Linked DNA regions of Pan troglodytes: region 2 is linked to region 1. A link is a contact called in public HiChIP or PLAC-seq data. All regions are on one chromosome and are shown on one strand. The core of a region is the stretch at or near the end of the contact, and the rest is flanking DNA. Distances in the headings are between cores, read along the strand shown. Region 1 has its middle 160 kb from the start of MIR3937. Region 2 overlaps BCOR (BCL6 corepressor).

Region 1 (2,700 bases), core at 147-2,646:
CCAGCAACAGAAAGTGAGCAGATGAAGGAAGGAGGGTAGGTGGAGCAGCTTGGGCCTCCTAGGAGCCGCTCTCCGCAGGGTGGAAGGAGGAAAGTCTGTAAACTGCAGGAAGGAGTGGGAAGGTTTGACCATTCCTTTTAATGTTGTATCCCAGCCGCCTAGCTTGTAGAGCTGGATAAACTTCTGTAAGGTGTAAGAAAAAGAGTCCCTCAGGCACTGAGTCGTTGTCCAAGGTCACCAGCTAGTTAGAAGCAGTGCACGAAGGGCCTGCAAAACAGAGGGCACATTTGACCCCTGACCTAGGAGGACTTGTGCATGCTGTCCGGTTTCTGAGCTAAACATTCCAGAGGGCTTCTTGGAAACTGGTGCCCCCAGGGAGTGTGTCTGTGCTCGCAAGTTTCTGTACCTTCAAAAAGCCGAAGGGTCCCAGTTGGAGCCAGTCCGAGATGGAGCGGGCTCAAGAAGGAAAGAACGTGGGGATTTAATTGGACTCAGCGAACCCTTCCCGGACCAGCCGGCGTAAACTCTCGGAGGCTGTCGCCTGTGCCCGGCTCTCCTCCCGGCCTGGGGCGCTTGGCAGAAACGCGGTCACGGAGAAGGGGTGAGGGTGGCAATCCCGGGTCTGCCCTCCCGTACACCTCCCTGCTAACCCACCCTGTCTGAAAGGCCACGGGGACCAGGCTACTGGGCATAGTGTGAGGACAAGAAGGGATGGAGGGCTCGGGACGGCGGGGACACGCGGGGGCAGTGTTGGGGGAGCTGGAGTAAGAGTGTTCCGAGAGGGGAACTCGGGCGCGGGGGTGCGGGAAGGAGCCTGGGGTTGGAGTATCCGGGGTGGGGGTAGGCCGGAGGAGGGGTGGTGTCTCGGAGTGGCGGGGCTGGGAACTCCCCGGGCGAGGCTGAGGCAGCATGGGGGGCCGGTGGTGGTGGCGGGGATTGGGGCCCCCGAGGCATCTCTGACCACAAAGGGCCGGGGAGCGCGGCCCGGCGGTCTCAGCGAGCCGTATTGATCGAAGGGCGGGCGCAGCGAACGCGCCGAGAGCGGCTCCATCCATTAGGGCCGCTGTTCGCCTCCAATTAGAAAAAAAATCATTACTCAGCAGCCAGCAGCGGCCTGCGCGCCGCCTGGGACCGCCTGCGAACAAGCGAGCCAGCGAGGGAATGGCGGGCCTCCCCCACCCCCGCGCTCCCACCCTCAGCCCCCGGCGCCCCGCCTCCCCCGGCCCTAATGACAACTATTAGAACTGCCTCCCCGCACCCACCGCCCGGCGAGCACAAAAGCGCGAGATTCATTTGGTAATCGGGGTAATTACAGTGGGGCGCGGGGGCGCACGCGGCGATGGCGGGCGCGCCGGCGGAATGCTAAGGGGCCGGGCGCGCCGCCCGCTCCCACCGCCCCGCCCTCCCCGCCCGGCCCCTAGCCCGAGCGGCGCCCGGGGCCGCGTCTCTCCTCGCCTAAACCCTCCCCACTGCCGCTGCTGTAAGGGGGCTGCCCCGGGGCTCCCGGGGACTGGAGGAGAAGCCCCCCGCCCCCCGCCACGGGTCCTCTCGTCCTAGCCCTTGGCAGCGCGGCCAGCGGCGCTCCGGACAAGATTTGCCACGTCCGGGAGCCGGAGAACCCCTCGGAGGTCCGGCCGCATAATAAATACCGCGTGCAATGTATTCACTCTGCGGCCCCCGGTTAATTTACACGCCCGCTCCAAGCCGTGCGCCCGCCTCGGCGCGCGCCCCGGCCTGTCGTTCCTATTTACAGGCGCGAGGCGCAGTCCCTCGAGAGGGCTTTTATCTTTTTCTTTCTTTTTTTTCTTTTCTTCTTCTTCTTCTTTTTTTTTTTTTTTTGAGAGATTTAGGATGGATGCAACGTGTCATTAAACCTGAAAGGAACTGTTATTTATCAGTAATGATGTTTTCCACAGGCCTTTTTCCTCACCTGCGCGGGCACAGGTACCACCTGGGTGGTGGATGCGGGGCGGGGGTGCCAGGAGGCCTGGGTGGGGGTAAACTGTGTGCGGGCCTAGCCGGAGGCGGCCGGGGCACCGCTGGAGGCCACCTCTCCAGACTCCGGGAACCCGAGGGCCTCTCCTTCACTTGGAGGCACGGTGCTGCACCCCCGTTGGGGGGTTCCCCTTGCAGAGCTGCCTAGAACGGCAATGTGTTAGGAGACGCCTCCGAAGAGCCTCCTCCTCCTTAGCTGGCAAGAAACGCAGACTCTCGGCAGTGCCATTCTTGCAGCAGAAAGGCCCTGTGTGACTCCAGCACTCGGAGCAGCCGCCTTATCTGGGGTGATTTCCCATCTGCCTCCCTGGGCCCAGGATTTCCTTCCTGCACAGGACTTATCTTGTCGGGAAGCAGAGCTGTGCGCTAGAGGCAGGCCCAGCAAATGGAATGCTCGTTCGGTCTTGTGTTCTTAATGACCCATAACAGAGTCCTCAGAGGTGAAAAACAAAACCCTCCACCCCCTTAACCATTTCTGTGCCCATCCTGGTCTGGGAGATTTCTTAATCCTGCTGCGCCGTCACACGGACTCCTCTCTGGATTTTATCCTGCGGCTGCCCGGTCCAACTCAGCCGCACCGGGACTGGGGTGGGGAGGCGGAGCCCTGCAAGGGCTTGAAGTAGGGACTGCAAACCCCTGAAAGAGTGGGCAAAATTCTGGGTAGATGCATTTTACCGAGGGGAGAGTTCTTAAAGGGATCTGAGA
Region 2 (2,700 bases), core at 129-2,628, 330 kb before region 1:
GTGATTTGGTGTTGATCGCACATTATCACTGGCAGGTTGGACTGGTTGCTGATGGACGACTTCTAGCGGCGGCGGCAGCAGCGTCTTCAGACACCGCGCTGGGACTCGCTCGCTCGGCGAGGGTCTTTCCCCCCCCACACCCCCTCCCTACTTCCAGGCGCCAGGAGGGCCTGGGAGTCCGAGTGGGGTCTCCTCGCGTCCAAGGCCGCCCGCTCCTGTCTGGGTCCGGGTGTGGGCTGTTGGCTGGGTGAGGAGAGGAGCCAGGACGCCTCTCCCACTTCCTCCCACTCCTCCTTCCCTTGCCGCCTGCTCCCCACCCCCTTCCTGCTTCCCCACCGAAACCCGGAGGCCCTGGGTCACTCCGCGGGTGATATCCACGCCGCCTGACCCTGGCCGCGGGGGTGCGGACTCCTCTGCTCCGCAGCCCCCGACCCTCTCCCCCGGTCGCAGCAGCCGCGGCACTGCGGTGCGCCCCTTCTCGCCTCTTTTTCTAAAGTGCCTGCAGATACAAAAGCGGTTTCGTAATGCCTTCCGTCTGCGAGAGCCGGAGGACCTTGGCTGACCTTTCGGAAACTGATTGCAACTGCCTGTTAACAGCCCGTACTGACCGCACTGAGCGGAGCGGAGGACAATCATTTAAGTGACAGACGGCGAGGTGGCCCCGGCTCAGTCGAGCGGCCTGGTTAAGCCCGCCCCGCCCCTCCCCCGACCCCCTCCCCTCCCGCAGCTACTCCCCCAGCCCCGGGCGCACTGCGGGCCGCGGCGGGCGCTCGGGCAGGCGGAGAGGACGCGCGCGCGCGTGCGTGTGTGTGTGTGCGCGCGTGTCCACGATTACCGGCCGACGGGTTAACCCTTTGCCGAGCAGCCGGTCCCTTTGAGGCCGGGCGCTGCCGGATTAATCTGCCATCTGCAAAAGAGGAATAACAGGGCCGTCTCCGCCGACTTTCCCTAATGGGTAAACTGTACCCTCTTAGCGTGACCCACGCTGCGTCCCTGCTGCTGCCAGGGAAAGATCCGGACCCTTGGCTCTTCTGCCGCGGCCCTGGGTCCCCTCCCTGCACTCCCCTTCCTCTGCACAGACACAGACACAAGGAACAGCACGAGGGGTCCAAAGGCTCCCAGGGGCTCGCGGTGCAGTGGACGTGGGTGTTCCCGGTGTTTTCTATTTTGGAAACTGGAGAAAGGTGGGGTAGGGGGGACGTAGCGAAAAGCCGAGGTGGGGGAGGGGAGGCTGGTGACAGGGCACCTCGGGCTTCGCTCGCTCCCTCTCTCGGGAGAGATCGCCAGCTGCTCTCCAACAGGCAGCGCCCTGAAATCTATTTAAAGAGAGGGAAAGGGGAGGAGAACAAAGGGGGAGGAGGGGGACGGCGAGCGGAGCCTGGGCGAGAGCGAGCGAGCAGGGAGGATCCGCCGCTCCGCGGGCACATCAAGCGCTCACATCTGTACACTCCGCGATCGATGGGGAGAATGGATAATATTTGTCAGCTGCAGACCTTTCTCTTCCCGGTTCCTGGGGAGGGGAGGGGGCGAGGAGGGGGAGGGGCGGGCAGGCCAGGCGAGAGAGGCCGCCTCAAGGACAGCGCGCTTCCCGCTGCAGCCACACGGAAACCCAGAGCCATGAAAGCCGGGGGATTTTTCTCTTATTATCATTATTAATTATTTTTTATTATTCCAGAGCAGCCCGCGAACGCTCGGTGGCGCCCCTCCCCCGCCGCCTCCCTTTGTTGATTCTCAGCTGCTAGAGCGGCGGGCCCGAGCCGCCACCGCCGCAGAGCACGATCTGCTCTTGCGCCCTCGGTCGCAGCTGCGGCCCAGGAAGCCGGGGCTGCGTCGCCGCCCCCTGCCCCCCACGGCGCGGCAGCCCTCGCACCCCCTCCTCGCCTCCCGCCACGAGGCCAGCCCTGCCTCTCCACTGCCTCTCGCTGCGGCTCCGAGTCCCCAACGCAGAGCAGAGGCACTGGCTGCTGCGGCCCCGAGCTTCCGGCCGCGCGGGGGCCTTTGCCACCCCCTAACCCCCGCAGCTGCACTCTGATGCCGCCGGCCTCACACATGGTCTTCATTTTGCACACTAGCGGCGTGCTTCCTCTCAGCTCCTCTCCTCGGGGCTTTTCGGAGCGAGGAGGGAGGTTTAGAGGAAGTTAGAAACCCAGCGAGCCCAGGGGAAAGGGGGAAAACCCTCGCTCTTAGTCTCAGCTTCCGAGGCAGAGGGAGCGCCCCGCGGGGGGTGGGGCAGAGTCTGGGTGCCCTCCCCTTCCTTGGATGCAGGAAAGGTTAAGTGAGGGGTGGCGGTCGGAGGAGCGACAGATTTGCTTTTGCTCATCCACATGCCTGCTCAGACCGGCCTGGGTATCACTGACCCGGCACCCTCGGAACGGCAGAACCCGGATGGGAGCAGATCCGCCAAGCGGTCATCAAACAAGACCAAAGACATTTCAGCTGTCCCCTACCCTCGGGCGAGGGTGGGGGTGCCCCCTGGGTCTTTGCTTCCTCGCGCACCCCCAGGTTGGAAGGCCAAAGCCGACGCCTCACAGACCGGGGGTCCGGGCCCCCTCTCTAGGGCGGAGGTGTGCAGAAAGCTCTAGTGCGAGTTTACTTGCGGCCTGGCTACCCCCTCCCCCCCCGCTGTCCTGCGATTCCGGGCCAGCCTGCGGCGGCGTCCCCGACTGCTCCGCGGTCCTGGGCAGGGCAGGAAGCTGGCAC

The links. HiChIP or PLAC-seq counts read pairs in DNA pulled down with a chosen protein or histone mark.
Region 2: an H3K4me3 HiChIP or PLAC-seq map of stem cell-derived excitatory neurons shows a contact between it and region 1, with 5 times the contacts expected there. The contact joins two enhancer-like sites. A contact is called at or near these places in 1 of 7 Hi-C or Micro-C datasets (induced pluripotent stem cells) and 1 of 1 datasets of contacts at active chromatin or transcription factors (stem cell-derived excitatory neurons).

What each region holds. Positions count from the first base shown.
Region 1 is chrX:40,245,302-40,248,001 of NHGRI_mPanTro3-v2.0_pri, reverse strand. It overlaps the pseudogene LOC129138670. Among named protein-coding and RNA genes, the nearest start is that of MIR3937, 160 kb to the right of the region's middle. Within about 2 kb of position 1,396, at least 10 of the 24 cell types and tissues checked have an H3K27ac peak or open chromatin away from gene starts, as enhancers often do. A contact at or near this core is called in stem cell-derived excitatory neurons, where this site is marked.
Region 2 is chrX:40,579,234-40,581,933 of NHGRI_mPanTro3-v2.0_pri, reverse strand. All of the region lies in intron 1 of BCOR (BCL6 corepressor), which reads left to right. Among named protein-coding and RNA genes, the nearest start is that of BCOR, 23 kb to the left of the region's middle. Within about 2 kb of position 1,378, at least 12 of the 24 cell types and tissues checked have an H3K27ac peak or open chromatin away from gene starts, as enhancers often do. A contact at or near this core is called in stem cell-derived excitatory neurons, where this site is marked.